3 separate regions of the Zea mays genome follow, and regions 2 and 3 are each linked to region 1. A link is a contact called in public Hi-C data. All regions are on one chromosome and are shown on one strand. The core of a region is the stretch at or near the end of the contact, and the rest is flanking DNA. Distances in the headings are between cores, read along the strand shown. Region 1 holds the start of LOC100279825 (DNA-directed RNA polymerase I subunit 1). Region 2 holds the start of LOC100304322. Region 3 overlaps LOC103634617 (vacuolar-sorting receptor 1).

What was found. A called contact is a pair of places that touch in the nucleus more often than the background predicts.
Region 2: a contact with region 1 is called in a Hi-C map of tassel, with 3 times the contacts expected there. The contact joins the promoter of LOC100304322 here to the promoter of LOC100279825 in region 1. A contact is called at or near these places in 2 of 25 Hi-C or Micro-C datasets (ear and tassel).
Region 3: a Hi-C map of tassel shows a contact between it and region 1, with 7 times the contacts expected there. The contact joins the enhancer-like site here to the promoter of LOC100279825 in region 1. A contact is called at or near these places in 15 of 25 Hi-C or Micro-C datasets (bundle sheath, ear, endosperm and 5 more).

Annotation. Positions count from the first base shown.
Region 1 is chr1:55,848,142-55,852,713 of Zm-B73-REFERENCE-NAM-5.0, forward strand. LOC100279825 (DNA-directed RNA polymerase I subunit 1) reads right to left here and starts at 2,632. Exons shown (of 21, transcript XM_008657145.3): 1 at 1,962-2,632. The coding sequence starts at 1,985.
Region 2 is chr1:56,186,242-56,190,813 of Zm-B73-REFERENCE-NAM-5.0, forward strand. It overlaps LOC100304322, which reads left to right and starts at 2,755. Exons shown (of 3, transcript NM_001361410.1): 1 at 2,755-2,948; 2 at 3,030-4,572. The coding sequence starts at 3,215.
Region 3 is chr1:56,142,762-56,147,333 of Zm-B73-REFERENCE-NAM-5.0, forward strand. LOC103634617 (vacuolar-sorting receptor 1) reads left to right here. Exons shown (of 12, transcript XM_020546368.3): 8 at 538-620; 9 at 705-771; 10 at 1,511-1,642; 11 at 2,363-2,472; 12 at 2,620-3,114. The coding sequence ends at 2,724. Among protein-coding and RNA genes, the nearest start is that of LOC103634617, 18 kb to the left of the region's middle. Within about 2 kb of position 2,735, at least 11 of the 20 cell types and tissues checked have an H3K27ac peak or open chromatin away from gene starts, as enhancers often do. A contact at or near this core is called in ear, endosperm, seedling and 1 more, where this site is marked.

The DNA of each region.
Region 1 (4,572 bases), core at 1,382-3,881:
ACAAAAGGAAGAGCAGTGGCATTCTGCGAACAGGAAACTGAAACTAATAGCACTAGGTCCTGAGGTTTAGCAGCAATCTGCAAAGAACTTAAATATGAAATTAACTAGTCGATACACCTGGGCGACCAGGCGACTAATCGCGATTAGGACGACGATTAGGTCGACTAATCGAGTCCTAGTCGACCTGGTCGTCCCTACAGCCCTTATGCATATTTACAGGAACAGGACCTATATAGTATATATATAATATTGATATATATATATATATTGATATATATATATATAGCATATAGGAGGCAATACCAAACATAAAAAATATGAATACTGAAACTGGACGGTGGACAATTCAGATTTCAGAACATGAACATCAGTCACTAACTCACTAACTAAATTATATATAGCAATATAGCATATAGGAGGCAATACCAATTACCAAACATAGCAAATATGGATACTGGAACTATCACAGACTCACATTTCAGAATTCAGATTCACAACATGAACTGAACATCAGTCACTACTCACTAACTCACTAGTTCATATGATGCAGAGTTGCAGACTTACTAGTTACTATATAAATGCCAAGTAGGCAAGTACAAACTTACTATTGACCTAAAGTAACAGATCATCATCCAATTGAAAAGCAGTAGCACTAGTGGCCCTTATTTAGCTAAAACCCTAAGGTATTACACTAATGGGCCTTATTACCAGCCATCCAGTCCACATCCAAAACAGGCCAAAACCAACTAATCGTCCCCACCCAAACTGGACGACTAATCGTGTTCAATCGACGACTAATCGGACGATTAGTCGACCTGATCGAGTCGGACTCCCTAGTCGCATCACCACAAACGACTAGCCCGACTAATCGCGAATAATCACGATTAGTCGGACGACTTGATATCAACGGACAGAACAAACACTTAAGTGTTAAGAATAGATCTTTTGTTGCTCGTTGAAGTTTCTACAGTTTATTTAAGCAAACTGCAATGTGAATGTAACACAGGGTAAGACGACAAGATCACTACAAGCCTACACATCATATACAGTGGAGAACATATGGGTCTATCTGCATAACGGCTGACTGAAATTTGGTTTGCCCAATCCAACTCTAATGGTCCAGATCATGTGCCTTCTTTTCCTCTTCTTATCTGCTCACCATTCAACACAACACTGGTGCACCACATGCAGACGCTCCACGCCTACTATCGCTCCACTACCTCCCACCAGGCTCCAGCGCCTTCCTCCTCCGTGCATGCTTCCTATGTCCTCTCCGACTGCTCAGAAATGTTCTTCAAGTCCAGTGACCCAAACCTCCCCGTCGTCCACCTGCCACCTCCATGCCCACCGGCCAGCCTCTACAATTTTGGCAGGCGGCACCTCAAATCTTCCTACCCACCACTCACTGCCAGAACACCTTCCCGGATCTCCTTCTACAGCTGCCAGAACAGGTAAATAGACTATGTCCAGACTCTCTATCCTATTCCTTATCTCATTTCTATTTCAAACTCCACTCTGTAAACAGTGCAATCTACAGTACAAAACAATACTTTGCACGACCGTTTACACGGTCTGCTGGAGATGGCCTTAACCCCAAATCCCCAACCCAGTCTCAATTTCTAGTATATTTTTTGGTAAAATTTTGGTAACTTGTTGATATAAGATTTCAGTCACCTGGTGTGGAGTATAACTTCAGAGCAATGCATCACGTAAAGTTTATTTGTCAATTGTCAAGTTACATATGAATTAACAACCTGACAGTTAATAGGTGTTTGTATTGCCGAGCACGTTCATTTGACAAAGTTTTCTACCTGCTACTGCTCACTAAATTATAGAGCTAGTGTCAAGTGGATCATGGACGAAAACTTACTCAGCTAAACAGAAGACAACAACATACTAGGAGAACAATCAGGAGGTTATCAAAAACACGAGGTTCACAGCTGGGGGAACCAGACACCAACCTGAATATGCTGCCCGTCAGCCATTATAGACTCCGCACGAGCGGTCTCCCTCCTCGCCGGATTCTCGTGGTCACGAGTAGGGCAAATCTATTGAATACGGACGTCGGAGCGAATGGCCGAGACGATAGCGCGGCGAGCCCAGAGCCAGGACGAGACGTGGCTGCCTGCGACCCGGGAGTCCGAACGCTGGGGGCAGTAGCGGCTCCAGATAATTCCGAAGCCCCGGGCCAAACAAAAGGAAGGACGTTGTCTGCCACTGCTCCTCCCTGTCCCTGGCAGAATCGCCACTGTTCCTCCTTGTTCCTGGCAGAGCCGCAGAGTTGCAGTGGCCGCTGCCCGCTGGGGTGGGCCGGTGGCCGGTGGGGGGCGCCACCAAAGCCCGAAGGCCGGATGCCCAGACGCCGGCGGAGCCGCGGAGCGACGAAGGGAGAGCAGGACTGGGCGAGGGCGCGAGAGCGCGAGACGGCGCGCAGTGAGCGGCGAGCAACGCCGGAGGCCGCTGGCAGCTTGGGGCTGGGCCTTGGCGGGGCGCGGACCAGAGCCGCGGGCGAAGCTGCGAGGCGGCGGCCCGACGAGATGACGACGGCGAGCTCGAGCGCCCTGGCGGCGCGAGCGTGGACAGAAGGATGGAGCCGTGCGTGTGGCGTGGAGAGGGAAGATGCCAGGCTGGGAGTGTGAGAGCGTATTAAAGAAATATGACCTATTGGGCTAATGGGCTTAATGTACTTAGATGGGCCAATCCGCCGGGGGAGGGAGCAGTGTTGTTTCATGCGGGACAGCGGGAGATCGCCGAAAGAGACAGCGGACGTGGGCCGAGGGTTTACGGTTAATGAACTTATGGCTCAATGGGGGGCCGAGGGTTTATAGTTATAGCTTAATGGCTTTAAGATAAGAGTTATTTTACTTATACGAAATGATTTTTCTACAATAATACTCAAAACTAGAGCATGAGGCGTCCTTACAGGCGCCCCATTGTAGAACATACAGTTAGATATGACAATTGGCATGAAATATCCGTGTGTTTGCGGATAATAAACCTAATGGATGCGGATACGGGTAATTTTATATCCGCGGATAGGGATAAGGATATAATAATAGACCTAGAGGATATTTTTTTAGTGGCAAGAAAAAATAGTATCCACACCTGCATATTCGATAAACCCGCTCCATGAATCTGATATGTGGACCTATCTTAGAAAATATATGAAAATAGGGGTTCACTCCCTCCCACCCAGCTCCCAGCCTCTCACCCATCCGCACACTTGCACTCATCACCCATCCGCACACTTGCACTCATCAGGACTCAGGATTCCCATCCAGCTCCCAACCTCCCACCCAGCCGCACTTGTCGTTATTAGGACTCCCACCCAACCATCCTTGCTCCCCTCCCGCAAGGCCTACGGTGTGACTCTCGGTGGCCTGCGACTCCTAATGGCGGGCACATGGTGAGCTCGTGGGTTCCAGATCCAATAGTAAGCCGGCACCCTTGGGCCATTTCTAAGTTGTTTTGGTGATTAGCTAACCAACACACCACTATGGACTAACATTCTTCATATGAGCATGAGTTAGATCAAGCAATTGAAGATGTGAAGTCCATGTTTCTTGTGCCTTTGTTTGGCTACTAACTTCTTTGTGCAAGTAAAGTGGCATTTGGACTTAGTTTGAGCATATTGCAAACCATTATGAAATGAAGTGTTAAAGGTATTATTCTAGCTCTTAGTCAATTGTTTTGTTGCTAACTATATTTGTTTAAGTGCTAGGAATCATCACAAAAAGAGTCAAAAGAAGTGAAGAAGTTTGGCTCAAAGAACCAAAGTTGTGGAAAACTGGGCATCACAGACAGTCCGGTGTGCATCAGACATGTCTGGTGCTGGCCTGGTCAGCTCGCCCAACTGGCTGCTCTTGGGTTTTTGCTCGGGCATGCTGGCTAAAATTCACCGGACAATCTGATGTGCACCGGACATGTCTAGTGGGTCAGGCAGCCAACGGCTCTTCGCCCGCGCCAACGATCGACACCGTAATAGTCGTCGGCCACGTTAGTACGACAACGGTCGAGAGAGTCACCGGACAGTCTGGTGCCGACCTGAAAAGGAAGGTAACCAATTAGATGATCATGTTACTGTTGCAGGCTAGAGTGCCTGATGTGCACCGGATTGTCCGGTGCACCCACGAACATGTAACACCCCGTCCACTCTCGGACCGACAGTACTTACTCCTGACAGCTCTCTTGGATCATATATGGTCCCTACAGACCAACACGGGCCTTTTATGTGCACTTTGTCCTCACTCATGCGCACCCGAGAAAACTTTCGGGTCAGTCACCCATCCCAAATTGCTCCAAGCCAAGCACACTTAAATTGGAGGTTTTTTCGAGATAGGCTTCCCAAAAAGAAGATGTACCTTGTTGATATGAGTACTCTATTAATTCTATTAAGCCTTGGACCAAGATATCACAGAACAGAAGGAAATCTAGAGTTTCCAAAGGAAGGAGCAATGACTCCTTGGCCCCTTGGGGCTATAAAAGAGACCCCTATGCGCCTATACCAATACACCAAGCATTCTAATAGCACACTATAACTCCAAGACTCCACGACCACGCCTTCAAAGGGTT
Region 2 (4,572 bases), core at 1,505-4,004, 340 kb after region 1:
AGAAGCATACAAATTCCCAGGACAATTCTCAGCACAGTGGGCTCTAACTCTAATCTTGTCGTTTCTGGCCATTTTGATCTCCACCTTGTTCCTGACACTACATTTTGTGATAGCTCGTCTGAGCCGTTCAACAGAACTGAACATAAGACCGACATGAAATACAGGGTTAGTCAAATCATCTTCAAAAAAATGACTGAAAAGCATTAGTATCTTCACGATCGGAGTCTGAATGTGCAATGTCTAGCAGTTCAACAATAAGGTTACTAATCTGAAACATAAGATTTCTAAGACAAAAATGATGATCAAACACAAGTTATATATTTAGATTCAAAACTAAGCTACAACCTCTATTTAGAGGCTATCGGAGAACTCACCATTTTTTAACCCCCAAAGTTATTTAGCAACTTTCTAAATCTATGATTTAGAGATGGGGCTGCTCTAATAATCTTTCAAGCTAAAGATCCATTAATATTCTCGTGGATTATGGTCGTCTCTTATTCGATATATAAGTTATAGGCAGCCACCGGATATCAAGCGGATACTGTAGTGTATAATGGCTCACGATAGATCAGAGAGACATCATTTTACGAGCCATGAAGGTCCGTCCAAGTGCAATCCTGCTCCAGTTTGAAGAAGAAAACTTCTTTGTGTGAGTGACAACGATAAATTCACTCCCCTTGGGCCACATGAATTCCGGGCAAGTACAAATCCATGGCCACTAGCCCACTACCTCTACCTGACGGTCGATGAAAAGTGAGATTCGACCGTTCATGGCCACCTCCCCATTCATAGGCTCTCTCGTACTCGCATCGTAGGGCAGGACGTACCAGTCACACCACAGGCCAGGCGGTCCCATTCTCCCAGGCAACAGCTTCCTGCCTGCCTGCCTGCCTGCTTTGTTGTCCGACCCGCTCGTCGCCGTCACCGTCACCGTCACAGACTGACTGCTCCTCGCTGCCGCTGCGGACGCGGTGGATGCGGAGGGAACGAGGACGACGGCGGGGCCCCGTCCACGCATGCACGGCGGGGCGCAATGAATGCGTATTGATGGCAGCAATCAAAACGCCCCTGATGTGATGCCCCCCTGTCCTGCGGGGGCAGCAGCGCGCCGGGACAGGCGGCGCAGCGGCCATCAATTCCCTTCCCGCGCGCCGCGCGGTTGGAGTTGGACGGGGCAGCCAGCCATCAACCATCAAGTGGTTGCCGTGCGCGGTGCTCGAGCTCTGCGTTGCGGGCTTTTTCATTCGGCCAGCGACGGCGGTAGCGTGCAGCAGCGCCGGTGTATGAACGGCTGGCGCGCCCAGTTCAGACGTTGTTTAGAAAAAGAGACATTGAAGTGGATTAAGGTGGTATATGATGTATTGAAATGTAATATGAACTAAATTTCCTTTCAATCCTTAAAATACACTTCAATCCACTTTAATCCCTCTTTATCTAAATAAGGCCAGCGGTGTACGCCGGTACGTGTTCATCGTGCAAACCCGTGCATGCACAGTTCTTTCAACTTTTAAAAGAGACTAGTTCCCGTGACTAATGTGGAGTGGAGTGGAGTATAGTAAAATCTGGGAGTGCGCTTGCAAATAGCATGGTCTGCACTGCACCAGTCATTCAAAGCCAAAGCCAAAGCCAAAGCTTTGTGGTCACGCTAACCACTTTGTTCTGCCTCGTTCCAGAAATAACAGGGACGGGCATTCCGTTCTATTGGTTTATTCGGTGCGCTTTATCTGGTGTCAAAAAAGTTTGGTGCTTGGAAAATGAAAACCAAACTTTTTGTTCACAAATGAAAAAAAAACCGCAGAATTTGATGTTCAGTTCGGTGTTTGGTATTTTTACAATCATCAAACAACTAGCAGTTTGAAACTGCAAACGTAAAATCACATAAAGAACATACTGATAATTCATCAACTAGTACTTAATAAAATTGCATAAACAAATTAGTGTTGAATAAGAGCAACTAACACATACTAGTTCTTAAAAATTATAATGATATGAGTCTAAGGTTTAAGACGTTGTTTTGCTACGTTTCGGTATTTTGGTATTTTTGGTGTCTAAATATTGAAAACCATACCAAATACCAAATAGAGCTAAAATCCATACCGCACCAAATACAAAAACCGAATAAACCGTAAATTTTGGTGTATGGTGTTTGGTTCGGTATGGTTTTTGGTGTTTGGTGTTTTTTGCCCACCCCAAAATATATTGAATCGTCAATTATTATAGTATTATTACAAACCCTTTTGTGTTTCAAGTAAATGGACTGTCATAAGAGACACTTTAAAAATTCTAGGTAGTTTTAGCATCGTCGTAAATTAATCGGTTCTGTATTCGTAGAAAAAAATAGTCGCCTCTATTGTCCTGATCCTGCGGCCATGGAAGAAGGAAGACTCGCAAACCCGACGCAGCGCATGGGCGCGCAGGCGCACCTGCCTCAAAAGCACCGACGAGTCTAGCCGCGCCGGTCGCCCGGTCCTACTTCTACTCGCTGACTCGCCCGGCCCGGACCGGTCCCGTGCGCTCTGCGGCCTCGAACCACGCGGCCCCACGCGAGTTTCGAGGAGGAACCCAACGCACGGCACGGGGCACTCCCTCGGCCCCGGTCCATGCACACGGCCCAATGGCCCATCCCGGAGCCACCAACCATCCCTCGCGGCCCATCCCATCCCATCCCATCCCTCGGTCGTGCGGTGAACCTGTTCGTCACCGTCCGATCAGCTCTGGCCCTACCCTGGAACATCTTTATTTTTTGTTTCTCCCTTCCACTCCTCGCTCTTTCTCCCTCGCAGCGGTCCAGCCTCAGCCCACTCTCCGTTGCTCCCTGCCTCCCTCGGTCCCTCCCGGCTCCCACTCTCGCCCCTCCTCCCCTCTCCCTGCCTGCATTCTTCAATGAAGTTTTCCGGCGAGTCGGCACCGGCGGCAGCGACGTAGACGGGTGCATCCTGGCTCGGCAGGTACTCACCCACATCTGCTACCACAAGGTTGTTCCTGGAGCCCATATCTAGAGCTCAGTACACTCACATTTGTATCTTCAGTACTACGCAGGAAGGAAGAGAGAGAACCATTTGAAGCTTCGAGGTCGTCACGCACAGATTTAAGTGAGCCCAAACCCGCGGAGTCTCATCCGTTCATCCCACCGGTTCGTTCGTCTTCCTGCATCAGCCCTGAGCGTTTAATTGCGCCGCCGCCTCCTTGTCCTTCGCCCAAGTCTCGCCGAGCAATGCGGCCTCTCGCGCTGCTCGTTCTCGCCCACCTCGCCGCCCTCGCGGCGGCGGCGGAGGCCAAGGGCGGCGTGGCGGGGGCGGGGCTGGGCGACGACGTGCTGGGGCTGATCGTGTTCAAGGCCGACGTGTCGGACCCCGACGGCCGCCTCGCGACGTGGAGCGAGGACGACGAGCGGCCCTGCGCCTGGGACGGCGTCACCTGCGACGCGCGCACCGGCCGCGTCTCCGCGCTCTCCCTCGCCGGCTTCGGCCTCTCCGGCAAGCTCGGCCGGGGCCTCCTCCGCCTCGAGGCGCTCCAGTCGCTCTCCCTCGCCCGCAACAACCTCTCCGGCGACGTCCCCGCCGACCTCGCCCGCCTCCCGGCGCTCCAGACGCTGGACCTCAGCGCCAACGCATTCGCCGGCGCCGTCCCGGAGGGGCTCTTCGGCCGGTGCCGCTCCCTCCGCGACGTCTCGCTCGCCAACAACGCCTTCTCCGGCGGCATCCCGCGGGACGTCGCCGCGTGCGCCACGCTCGCGTCGCTCAACCTCTCCTCCAACCGCCTGGACGGCGCGCTGCCCAGCGACATTTGGTCCCTCAACGCGCTGCGCACGCTGGACATCTCGGGCAATGCCGTCACCGGCGACCTCCCGATCGGTGTCAGCAGGATGTTTAACCTTCGGGAGCTTAATCTGCGAGGCAACCGTCTCACTGGTAGCCTCCCGGACGACATTGGGGACTGCCCGCTGCTCAGGTCAGTGGATCTTGGGTCCAACTCGCTGTCCGGCAACTTACCTGAGTCCCTGAGGAGGCTCTCCACCTGCACATACCTTGATTTGAGCTCAAATGAGTTCACTGGGAGTGTCCCGACATGGTTTGGAGAAATGACAAGCCTGGAAATGCTGGATTTGTCGGGGAACAGGTTGTCTGGCGAGATCCCTGGGTCTATTGGTGAGTTGATGTCACTGAGGGAGCTGAGGTTGTCAGGGAATGGGTTCACCGGAGCCTTACCTGAATCAATTGGTGGATGCAAGAGCCTGATGCATGTTGATGTCAGCTGGAATTCTCTTACGGGTGCACTGCCTACCTGGGTTCTCAGTTCCAGTGTGCAATGGGTGTCGGTGTCGCAGAACACATTGAGCGGGGACCTAAAAGTGCCTGCAAATGCTTCTTCAGTGCTTCAAGGAGTGGACTTGTCAAACAATGCCTTCTCTGGAGTTATACCATCGGAAATCTCGAAGCTGCAGAACTTGCAGTCATTGAACATGTCATGGAACTCAATGTATGGAAGTATTCCGGCCAGCATTTTGGAGATGAAGTCACTGGAGGTTCTTGATTTTACTGCCAACCGGCTAAATGGGTGCATTCCAGCTTC
Region 3 (4,572 bases), core at 1,485-3,984, 290 kb after region 1:
CCTGATCCTTGTTCACTTGACACAGTGCCCAGATCAAAATATGTCGTGTCACCAAGGGGGTGCCAATGGCCCTTGCCTTTCTAACACCATATCCGAGTTTTGATATGGCGCATCGCTAAGAGGGTTATGCCTCCAATTGATTTCTTTCAGGTTTCATTTTCATTAGAATGGCTGGGTTCGACATTGCCTCACCAAGTCTATCACAACCCTCCTTTACCAAAGCTTGGAATCTGCTATGTTGAGACAGCATAGTGTGGAGTTTTTTCCTTGATTATTACATGTTACCAATATTATTGATATACGAACGATACGAAAAGAGTTTGATGATAAATTCCTAGTATTATTTTCATGTTGATTACACACTCATTTTAAGAGGAATAAGTAAAATAGAATGTTGGCAGTTGTAGTTTGTAAATCAGTGTTGTTCGCATGACTATGTGGCATTTTACTATTGCACAAATACCATCTTATCAGATATTATATGTTAATATTTGAGAATGCAACACTACAACTATGATTGAAATTTGCCATTGTCAGCTTCCGGTATTGGTAGATGTGAGATCAACAATGGAGGGTGCTGGCAGGAAAGTAAAGATGGGAAGACAATCTCTGCCTGCTCAGTAAGTAAATGTTGTTTTGAGATATTTGCTTTTTTTCCTTTCCATTTTGTTTACATATTTGAAACTAAATTTGGAATTCTGCAGAATGAAGTATCTGAAGGTTGTAAATGTCCAGTGGGTTTCAAAGGTGATGGAGAAAAAAGTTGTGAAGGTATCATTCAGAAAATAGTTGTTTACATCCTTGAATTCAACATTGTTTTGAAGGGGCAGAAATTGATTGTATATTTGTATATATTGGACCAAAAAAAACCTTGCATTCTAAGCACTGAAATCCTAACAAATTTAGGAAATTCAAGGGACACCGAGATAACAAAATGCAAGGTTCAGCTCAACCAACTATGACGGAAACCACGAGCAAATCCAAATAAAGTAACAGTACATATCACAAACTAAGTACCACTGTTGATACAGTGATTTGAAGATCGCTTGATTGGAGTTGCCTCCGGCCTCTTTGCTACCACAGTAGAAAATTTTCCACCCTGATGACCTCTCCCTTGTGCACAATAAATTGTTGTTGCTGTAAGAAATCTCCAACTGCCGGAGAGGCTAATCAGATTATGAGAAAAGGCAATCATTGTCTGGCATCGTACCCAAAGGGTCATTTTTTTTTGGCACTTGCAGACTCTAGAAAATTTAGCTCGCTGTCGTCCCACCGTATTTCTTTTGGATGCCACTTCAAAGCATCTCTGATCAACACCATACTCATTGCCCGAGCTGAGACCTAAAAGTTATATTATATGGTCAGCAGTTGTGTCTATTCTACCCTGAGCAGTCTTCCATTGAAGTTCTTAGAGTAAAATTTACCTAATAAGGATGGTCCTCTAATTTCACCTTTGAATAATGCAGATTATTTTTGTTCTGATCTATTTTAATCTATTTATTATTTGCAGACATTGATGAATGCAAAGAGAAACTTTACTGTCAGTGCAAGGGTTGCAGCTGCAAGAATACATGGGGAAGCTACGAGTGCAGCTGTGGTGATGACAATATGCTATACATGAGGGAGCATGACACTTGCATCAGTGAGTAGCTGGACCTGCATTTTTACATAGACATCTAATTTTGTCTCTTCGTTTTTTCCTTGCAAGAATCTTTTTCAGATGAGAAGTACGGAATTCTATCTTTTATTTGAGATGGTTGATCTTATTCCTTTTAAAAGATGGAAAAAAAGAAACTGATTTTAATCATCTTTAACTTTGTGAATAACACAATTATGCTCGAGTTGCTTAATAAACTGATTATTTCAAAAGAAAATTGTTTGATGTTCCACAGACTTAAATATGTAATACCCGGAGCTACTTATTCCATGAACTGTAAACCTATTTTCGTCTACAGAAGTTTCATTGCAGTTCTATGTTAATACTAGTGACACGACAAGAATAGTAGTTTTTATCAATGTGTCATAGATTCTTGCCTGTTAGACTTTGTTTTTTTTTGTTTTAAATTATACCCTCTATCTTTTAGGATTGCTTAAATCAAATGGCATATAATCATCACAGTTTTTCATCGATGTGATTTTTGGGCCTATCTAAGCAGATGCCCTGTCAGTAATTATCAGTTCTTTGTTCTTTCCCCGTAGTGCTGGACTTCACTTTTCTTTACTGTCTGAACTCAAACGAAAGCAGTAGATGACACACTTGTATATAGATAAGCCTATGGAAATTCTAAGATATTTTTGCACAAGTAAATCATTTAATCTTTTATTGTACTAGTCTCATATACCATTTCTAAATGCTGTGCAGGCAAAGAGGGAACTGCCACTACTGTTGGCTGGAGCTTCCTCTGGGTTATTTTCTTTGGACTTGTTTTTGCTGGGGTTGGAGCATACGCCGTGTACAAATACAGGCTGAGGGTAAAAAAAACACTTCCCGCTTACTCTGTTTCCTCTCTCCCCTTCGATCTTTATTTGCAAGTGGTCGCATGCAGGACTTGATTTGCTAGTTGCTACTGTAATAATATGATGCATTTGTTACTGAAATCTTCGCCATCATTCCACCAGAGCTACATGGATTCGGAGATCCGTGCCATCATGGCTCAGTACATGCCTCTGGATAACCAAGAAGGAGCAAACCAGCATCAGGTCGTGCACGCCAATGATATCTGAAGCGGCACGCCTTCTCTGGAGCAGCATGGAGGCATTTCACTTGTGCTGCTGCATCATTGGGCATGGGGTTTTGCAAATAGGTCAAACTAGGCTCAAAGATACACGGGTTGGTGCGAGGAGATCAAGATCATCAACTGTACCATGTGTTAAGAGAGATACGTTGTGCACTTCTTGTTACGCACGGCACTTGGATAGCATAGGGGGATGAAGATGATACCACCATTAGTAGACCTTCGTTTCCTTCAGCTTCTCTTAGAACTTACGGGTTCTTGCTGCCTCTTCGCATACATGTGAATACTGTAAATACCGTTGCCTGAATAAAAGCTTCAGCCTGCAAGGCTACAAGCAATATACCAATGTTCTGACTCTGAAGCACTGGTTTTACATGTCTCTACGTGTATATGTGTATGTGATACATGACAGATTACTTTCGCTGCTTCTGTCCGACGCTATCAATCAGAATTATTTGTGTAATTACGGTAAACATGGTTTCTGTGTGGACTGCAAACATGGCACCTGTGTGAGATTCTCCCTGCTCTCCGCGTGAGAAGACATGAAAAGGAGGACATCTGGTCTGCTGCATGCTGAACCATCGCGATGCAAGGAAGGATTGCAGCATACCGTAGGTGCTCCAAAAGGAGAGAGAACCAACAAAAGACGGGCGAGCGGCGCGCGTGTTGCAGCCATTTTTTTCATAAAAAAGCACAGGCAGCATGATACCGGGTGTGCAGTCGTTTCCTTCTTTCGAGGTAGGCTGTGCTCGATCGATTTCTTCTGGGCTTTTGATGCTGCTGCGGCTGCCTCTTTCTTTGAGATGCTCGCAGCTGCTACTGCCTACTGTTGGTCCGTGTGGAATTTAGATCGGGAGCAGCTCAACACTCTACCACTCTGCAAGTGAGATCTGGCTTTTCTTTACAGGGACATTGGTGAATGGTGTGGCTTTCGAGAGCGCGTGCCCGTGGTCGATCGTCCGACCGCAGAAATGTATCCAAGTCCAAAGGGCATGCAACAGATCTACTGTCTATGAAAAGAATCATGCAAAAAGGATAGATTAACACGACATATTTGCGATGCCATGATGCTCACCCACACCGACACGAATAGTCCATTAAAAAACATTTACACTCAACTAACATATCTATCATACTCAATCAAAATAACATATAATAAAAGATCATAAATCATCGTTGCCACTAGACATATCAATAATATTATATAATCCACGAGTTTAAACTTTACAAAACTCACCCAACCAAAATCATCCTCATACTTATAACCTTTAATAAATCCATCAAACAAATTATACTCGGACTTAACACATCATCAAAACCAACTGTTTAACTCATTTCTTACTCAAATCTAATGTACAATATTATTTGGATCATGCCTCATCCCTCCCAGTCCCCTGCCCCCTCCCCCTTGAGAGCACCTAGAGGGGGGGGGGGTGAATAGGTGATCCTGTAAAAACTTCAAACTTAAGCCACAAAAACTTGTTAAGTGTTAGCACGATTATTGCCAAGTGGCTAAGGTGAAGTCTCAACAATCTCAACAAAACACAGTACCACAAGAGAATCAAACACAGAGTGACACAGTGGTTTTATCCCGTGGTTCGGCCAAGACCAACGCTTGCCTACTCCACGTTGTGGCGTCCCAACGGACGAGGGTTGCAATCAACCCCTCTCAAGCGGTCCAAAGACCCACTTGAATACCACGGTGTTTTGTTTTCCTTTCACTATCCCGTTTGCAAGGAATCTCCACAAATTGGAGTCTCTTGCCCTTACAAGTATATGATCACAAATGAAACACAGAGTAAGGGAGGGAAGCAACACACACAAATCCACAGCAAAA